Regions from separate parts of the Mus musculus genome. Here region 2 is linked to region 1. A link is a contact called in public Hi-C data. All regions are on one chromosome and are shown on one strand. The core of a region is the stretch at or near the end of the contact, and the rest is flanking DNA. Distances in the headings are between cores, read along the strand shown. Region 1 holds the start of Zfp217 (zinc finger protein 217). Region 2 overlaps Gm34403 (predicted gene, 34403).

What was found. Hi-C and Micro-C count contacts between places; a contact is called where the count stands out from the background.
Region 2: a Hi-C map of DN3 thymocytes shows a contact between it and region 1, with 3 times the contacts expected there. The contact joins the enhancer-like site here to the promoter of Zfp217 in region 1. A contact is called at or near these places in 9 of 39 promoter capture datasets (the C10 cell line, the HPC-7 cell line, embryonic stem cells and 6 more), 1 of 15 datasets of contacts at CTCF or cohesin (CD8 T cells), 51 of 484 Hi-C or Micro-C datasets (the 63-12 cell line, B cells, CD4 T cells and 29 more), 26 of 115 datasets of contacts at active chromatin or transcription factors (the 230-238 cell line, CD8 T cells, the HPC-7 cell line and 16 more) and 3 of 9 other capture datasets (adipose tissue, liver and pancreatic islet).

The regions. Positions count from the first base shown.
Region 1 is chr2:170,129,552-170,133,316 of GRCm38.p6, reverse strand. Zfp217 (zinc finger protein 217) reads left to right here and starts at 2,097. Exons shown (of 6, transcript NM_001033299.3): 1 at 2,097-2,269.
Region 2 is chr2:170,178,565-170,182,329 of GRCm38.p6, reverse strand. The region is part of intron 2 of Gm34403 (predicted gene, 34403); the gene reads left to right. Among named protein-coding and RNA genes, the nearest start is that of Gm34403, 4.3 kb to the left of the region's middle. Within about 2 kb of position 2,134, at least 14 of the 459 cell types and tissues checked have an H3K27ac peak or open chromatin away from gene starts, as enhancers often do. A contact at or near this core is called in DN3 thymocytes, the G1E-ER4 cell line, the SCID.adh cell line and 1 more, where this site is marked.

The DNA.
Region 1 (3,765 bases), core at 848-3,347:
ATTCTTTGCTCAGACATCAGGATCTCATACAAACCTCTTAGCAGATAGATCAGGGAAGGCAAATCCCTTTCAATTTTAAGAGCTACAACATAGTAAGTCCCCCTCCCCCTTATTTGTGGTGGTGGGAGGAGAGGGATGAGAAACAGTAACAGACCATCTGATGCCAAAATGGCTTAACAGAGTATGGCTTTGTGAGGGCATGGAGAACCGCCCCCCCCCTCCCTTTCTTCCTTTACTCTGAAAATAACTCAGTAGCTACAAGGTCTGAGAGCCCGAGTCTCATTGTTCTTAGCCAAATGATTGTTTGTCAAAATATTTGATTGTTTCCCTGTTGCTGCTGAGACGTTTGGACTTTCCTTTCTGTCCCATCTCCACACTAGGGTTTTTAACTATCAGCTATTGTGTTTACAGTATTCAAGGCTTCAGAGTGCAAAGGTTATCCATTAACATGGGGACTGAAGCTCAACCTCTATCCACTTTACTTGGTCATAGTTTTCTTTGTTTTATAGCAAAGCTCCCCTCCCTCGTTTTTTTTTTTTTTTTTTAATTTGGGGGGGTCAAAGTTAAATGAAGTCTTCTGCTTATGAATGCTTGCTGAGCTGTTGCGTTTTGATCGTGAATATTTATAAGGCTTTAACCTTATAAATATTATAGTTTATGATATTTATAGGGTAAATATAATACTTTAGAGAAAGATATTAATCTGTGGTGAGAAAAGGAACCCTAGTACTAAAAATGATCAATATCTTCTGGGCTTGGATGAGAATCAGGGCTGGCTTAAGGATCTACTTCCAGCGATGCTAATTAATTGTGAGTAAGTAATTGATTCACTTCCTTTGAAAAAAAAGACTAACGAGACCATATGTGGGTTGGTAGTTCTATGTAAAATGACAGCAAAAACATTCTACAAGGCAGGTTCTTGCCCCTTGCTAAGCTGTCTTCTTGAATTCTTCTTCCTATTTATTAAGGACTGCGTTGCTTACCAGTTCCGGTCGGTTCTTTTTTGTCCCGTTCCCCCCCAACCCCCACGCTTCTTTTTGATTTAGGAAATGGGTATGTATGCTTTTCTTGATGTTTTCCCACTTTTTGATACACCGAGGGCCAGCTTGAAAAAGAAACAAACAAGTTGACTGTTCGGTGTTAAGCAATAAATCTATTTTACATTTGAGTTCATTTGCATTTTGGAGCAGAAAAATTATTGGATGTGATTGTGGCCGCCATAGTTCCTCCCTGGGGCTTGCTTAAAACGGGACATCAGTCCCAGGCCTTTGGAGTCAAACCTTTTCCTGTCTTATCTTCTTTCATCTTTAATACGAGTCAGGAACAAAACAGAAGGGAAACGCTTTAAGTGAGATGGGCATAAAGAAGTGTGTGGTTTTTGTTTTTGAGCACACTTTTAAGCCTAGTTTCACTCAAATGAATTTCTCTGCAAACTAAGATTTATTAGGTACCAAGTCCAAATTCAGATATGAAACTATAATAGAAACACAAGCCCAGGGTGTTAAGGAAGAAATAAAAAGGCTTTTTGAAGATAACAATTTAAGAGAAAATTTATTCTTTTTAGGTCTCGGACCTTCCTCACATTGACTCTCTGAAAGTGTTAACCTTCACAACACCTCAGAACACCGCTATCCTGTGAGCTCCCGAAGCCAGTGGCAAGGTTGGTTTATTTTTAAATTTTTATTATTATTATTGTTGTTGTTCGTGATTCTGGGCGACCGGGGAGTTGGGCAACCGGCCCCTCCCCTCCTCTTCCCTCCCCTCCCGGGGCGCACCTTGCAAGGGAGGGGGAGGCGGCGAGGGAGGACTGGCTGTGCGCCTGCGTGCTGCGTTTGCAGCCCCCCCCTCCATCCCCAGAATACCTGTCACTGGAACCGCCCGGGCGCGAGCGCGCCACGTTAGGCCGGATGGCGGGACACGGCGCGGGGCGCGCGTGCGCGGGAGCCCACGGGGTGGGAGTGGGGTGCGCGCGCCGCTCCGCGGGGCTCGCGCCTCGGGGGGTCCGAGGGGGGCGTGGCCCGCAGCGGTGGGCGGGTCGGGGACGCGCTTGCGCACACGCGCGGTCACAGAGGGGGCGTGGCCGGGGGCGGGGCGTCAGGCGGCGCGGCCGGGGGGGAGGGCGCAACAGCTGCTGCGAGCACTTTCTGCCCCAACAGTCCCCCCGCCGGACGCCGGCCGCCCGCCCGCCCGCGCAGGGACCCCGCGCCTGCACTGTCCCCGCGCGGACGAGTAGGGGGCGCCCGCGCCGCTCCCTCGCCCCGCGCCGGAGGTGAGCCCGGCCCCCCGGAGCCTCTGTGGGGGTGGGGGTCCCGGCGCCCGCGGCCGTGGGAGGCGGGCATGGCGCGGCCCCGTCCCGGTCCCCGCGCCGTCGGGGCTAGCGGCAGACGCACAAAGGCCGCGCCGCCTCTGCCGCTCCTTCAGCCCCGCGGCTGGGCGGTGCAGCCGGACGGCCGCAGGTAAAGGGGCGCCGGGGCCGCGTCCCCACGGCTGCGGCCGCGCGTGGGGCTGGGAGGGACGGCCGAGACAATGGCCTGCCCGGCGCGGCGTGGCCGTCGGGGGTCCGGGCCCCTGCGGGAGCTGCGTCCTGCCAACCAAGGAAGGTGTTCGGTTTCACTCCCAAACTTAGAACGTCCCGCAAACTCCCGTGGGAAGTTCGTGCGGGTTGGCGGGAGGCGGCACCGCACATCCGAGGGCGCCGCCCCGTGCGCCTCAGTTTAGCCTCAACGCGAGCGGGCGCGCAGTGAAGGGCGCCCCCGCCTCAGACCCTCGGCGCACGGGAAGCGCATTCTTGGGCGGGGAGGGTGGGGGTGGGGACAGCGGGCGGGGATTTTTCCCGAAAGGTTTGCTTCCTGAAGTGAGCCGAAGTCCCGGGGGCCCACTTCTGGGACCCCCAGTGGGGGCCGGTCCGCACTCACACAGTAGTAGAAACTTTTAAACTTTTTATTGTTTGGGTCGGGGGCTCGGGGTGGTCGTTCCCAACCTTAAGGGCTGTGTCCTGTGAGCCTTAGTTTCTTTCTCTGAGAAACAGGCATTCCTGAGCATGCGTTGATTAAGGGGCACCAGCTTGGGGTCCAGGGCTGTAGGGCACCATGTGTACCCCAGGATCCCGTGGCCAGTTTCCTGGTTTGGGATGGGTTGGAGCCATTAAGTTGTATGTTTTAAGAGGCCTAGGTCTGATTTAGTTCAGGTTGATTCAATTATGTCTTCATCCCTTTTGAGGTGGTTGAATAACTTGACATGAGATTAAGGCCAACAAAAGAGGAGGCAGGGTAGCCACAGCTGCTGGCCATGCCTGGCAACTAGGTAGGGGCCTCAGGGGGCCTTTCACCTCTCTTTGTAAGAGAAAAACGTCCACAGCCTTCTTGACTACTTTTCCCAGAGTAAATCGACCACCTTGGTACCAAATTGGATATCAGATGTTAAGTTTTTGTTTCGAGAAGGATTAGTAACAGGTCTAGTTTCAAAAAAAAAATTTTTTTTTTTTTTTTGTAGTGACAAGTGCAGAGAACTAACCTTACTGCTTTCTGTCTGGGGAGTGTATCTATCAGACCACTAGTTGGTGCTTAGTTACTGTGCTGAGAACTTTTAAGGTGTGTCCTTACTGGTAGATGACTTTTCCCCCTCCTGCTGGAGAAGTCGTATTTATTTTAGATACTGTTTTTTCAAACCTGTGGAGCCTGGTGGTATATTTAGGCTATCTGGTTATTTTGGTTTTAATTTTGAATCCTGATTTGATTGAGTCCCTCCACCATGCTGCCAGCTTTC
Region 2 (3,765 bases), core at 885-3,384, 49 kb before region 1:
TACACAGAGAAACCCTGTCTCAAAAAAAAAAAAAAAAAAAGAAAAGAAAAGAAAAGAAAACCAATATAGCCTCTACAAATTCTTTTAAAAATATTTTTAAGATTTTTCCCCCTTTTCTTTTTCTTAGTCTCCCCCAACACACACCCCCACCAAAATTATTTAACTAAACCTCAGTTCGCCCACACACCTGATTGGCTGTGAACACTGTGAAGAGAAACTGAGGGGAAGAGCCAGGTCCCGCTGAGAGTGTCTGCCCAGCCTTCTCGCTCCTCACTCTTACGAAGCTATCTGTCCTCTCTCCCACAGCCCCCAACCACAGGCAACACACGGATTTCCCTCCCGGTCATACTTTAACTGGGACCCTTCTGAAGTATGGAAGGAATTTGTGGACAAGGTCCTGGGTCTGACATCATTGATACATACATTCTAAAAGACATGATTGTTCTCCAATTGTTTTGTGAGGTCCTGACGCCCTAGAAGGGCCCGGCTCCAGGCTCTACCCTTCTTTTGTATTTTGGACATGATAAATACCTGTTCTTCTCTGAAGAAGCTTTTCTAATATGCGGAGCCGAAAACTGAAAGCGGCCCTTATTTAACTGGGTTGAGTTTAATTAATCTGCCTGAGATTTCAGTGAGATGCTCTCGGCTCTGCTCATCTGCTGTCTTGGTCCTGGCAGTCTGTAAGGGTGCATTTCCTGAGTTAGACTACCCCTCCGTTTAGATAGCGAGGAACTCTGCTTGCTTTCTGTTGAACGGTGTGTGTCCCTCCTAGTCTGACAGGAGAAGCACAAGCCATTGCTCTCTGTAGAAGCTGTGATTATGGTGGTCTTTGACTCCCTAGAACTTGGTCGTGGAAGGGACCTGTTTCACCTGCATTTCACCTGCATTTGCTTTCTAAGCATTCTGGGACTTGGATGCAATTTGTAACCTCTCAGATCAGTTGTTTTGCTATGTTTTGTATTCATTAGTAGTGTGGGTACACGTGACATGTATATGAGGACACTTGTGTGTCACTGTGGGTGGGGAGGTTGGAGGAGTCAGCTTGGCCTTCTACCGAACACAAGTCTTCAGACTTGGTGCCAAGCGCCTTCGCCCTCTGAGCCATCTTGCCATCCCTCGGATCACATTTTAAGAGTTTTGTTGTTGTTATTGTTGCTGTTGTTGCTTTTTTTTAAAAGACAGGGTTTTTCTGTATAGCTGTGGCTGTCCTGGAACTCACTCTGTAGACCAGGCTGACCTTGAACTCAGAAATCCGCCTGCCTCAGCCTCCCAAGTGCTGGGATTAAAGGCGTGCGCCACCACACCTGTCAGTTTTTGTTCCAAGTGATCTGTGGCTTTCATCTGTTCCTTAGGTTCTGTTGGTGGCTTGTGGAGAAGTGCTCCAACCTCACCCAGGCCTGCCTAGCAACAAGAGCTTTGTTGTAGATGTAAAGTCAACCAAGATGCAAGAATATGTTAGAAAAGCAGCTTGTACTTGGTTTCCCTTCTTTTTTTTTTTTTTTTTTTTTTTTTTGGTTGATTTTTTTTCTTTTCTTTTCTTTTTTTTTTAAGATTTATTTATTGATCATATGTAAATACACTGTAGCTGTCTTCAGACACTCCAGAAGAGGGCGTCAGATCTTGTTACGGATGGTTGTGAGCCACCATGTGGTTGCTGGGATTTGAACTCTGGACCTTCGGAAGAGCAGTCGGGTGCTCTTACCCACTGAGCCATCTCACCAGCCCCCTTGGTTTCCCTTCTTGAGCTTGTGATTTTTTTTTTTAGAGGATCTACCTTAGGTACCATTTCTGAATTATAATATTTATTCTTTCCATTAGAACTACCTCAAACACTGACCTGGTGCTGAGCAGGTTTGTAATACTCTTGTAGAGTTATCTCTTCAGAGATGAGCCAAATGTGATTGATTTATTAATTAGCATAAACCATCCTCTGAAATTACCTTGCATTAATCACAATTCATGCAAAATGTATCCAATTAGTCTTAAGATGTAGGTTTGACAGACTCTCCTTTCTTCGGAGACTGAAGTCAATTTTAATAACCCTCTCTGGATAAATCATTAACTCAAACACAGCCTGAAATGACAAGGAGTGGAGAGGAAATTCCAAAACGCACAACAGCCGCACTCTGGCCATACCCAGAGCAATGAGAAATGGAGCCATGGAGGCAGGAGGAGACTGGAGGAGGCTGGAGGAGGCAGGAGGAGACTAGAGGAGGCTAGAGGAGGCAGGAGGAGACTAGAGGAGACTGGAGGAGGCAGGAGGAGACTAGAGGAGGCTAGAGGAGGCAGGAGGAGACTGGAGGAGGCAGGAGGAGACTAGAGGAGGCTAGAGGAGGCAGGAGGAGACTGGAGGCAAGAGGAGGCAGGAGGAGGTTGGAGGAGGCAGGAGGAGACTAGAGGAGGTTGGAGGAGGCAGGAGGAGGCAGGAGGAGACTAGAGGAGGCAGGATGCTGGCAGTTGGGGGTATTGGGTGGAAGGAAGGGGTTCAAGCCTATTCTTCTGAGATTGGGGGCTGGTGGAAAATGTGCAGAGTCCACGGAGAAGGAAACCCCACCCCCCATAGCTTAGCCTTTTGGTGAAAGACACTTAAAAGCTGTCCAGAGCCCAAGCAGAGTGATCCCCTGGTCACAAGTTGGAGTCTCCACCAGCCTCATGTACTTTTAAATGTTCCTTCTCTTTGCTCCAAACCTTGCTCTTTCAAAAGCCTGCACATTTCACTGCCTCCAGATCCCCGATCCCTGAGAGTCTGTCTTACCTACCGATAAGGACACAGAAACTCTTGAGGTTAAGGGCAAAATTATATGGCATGACCAGAGGGGAAGTCTCAAAGATCCCAGGGTAAGATACACAGCTTCTCCAGGCCTCAACGATCTTCTTACGTAATTAAAGAACAGAAATCAATGAAATTGTATGGTTTCACACTCAAAATGGTGGTGCTTTTAGTGTGTCGGATTCCAAGTCAGCTTTCTTAGTAACTTCCCTGAATTGTCCATTTAAGCATATAAATTTTGTATGCATTGTATATGTGCATGTGTATGTGTGAATGCATATATGTGTATTATATAGTTGTATCTGTGTATGCATGTATATATATGTGTGATATATATTTATATGTATTTACTCATGTGTGTAACATGAATATGTATAATACATACTTACATAAATGAAACTACCACACAACGAGGTCTGCGTGTGTCGTGTTTCCTTTGATTCTGTTTTTGTAATGCTGGAGACCAAACCCGAGCTCTCTAGCATGCTACCGTATGCTCTGCTAACCACTGATTTATGCCCCTAAATAGAATGTTCTACAGAAACTATAGAAAGTTTAAGGAATTCTAGTTTAAATCATTTCTGTGAGACCGAACTGTTTTGTCCCTAAAGACAGGGTGCCACTATCTAGGCCAGAACAGCCTGGGCTCTTGCTATGTACACCAGGCTGGCTTTGAACTTGCTCAGATCCTCCTACCTCAAGACCCTGGAGTTCCAGGATCACCCAGGCCTGAGGCAGCACATCCAGCCGAGACCAGATGCATTTCACTGTGTCTAAGGCTGAATGCTTACTTCCTATTCCATGCCTAGTCCATGGGTTGTTGTTCTTGTTGCTGCTGCTGCTCTCCTCCTCCTCCTCCTCCTCTTCCTCCTCCTCTTCCTCTTCTTCTTCCTCTTCCTCCTCCTTCCTGTTGACTACATAAAGAAAAAAGGAGCTACAATTTTCTGGACATTTAAAATTCTGCATACTGGGCTGGAGAGATGGCTCAGCGGTTA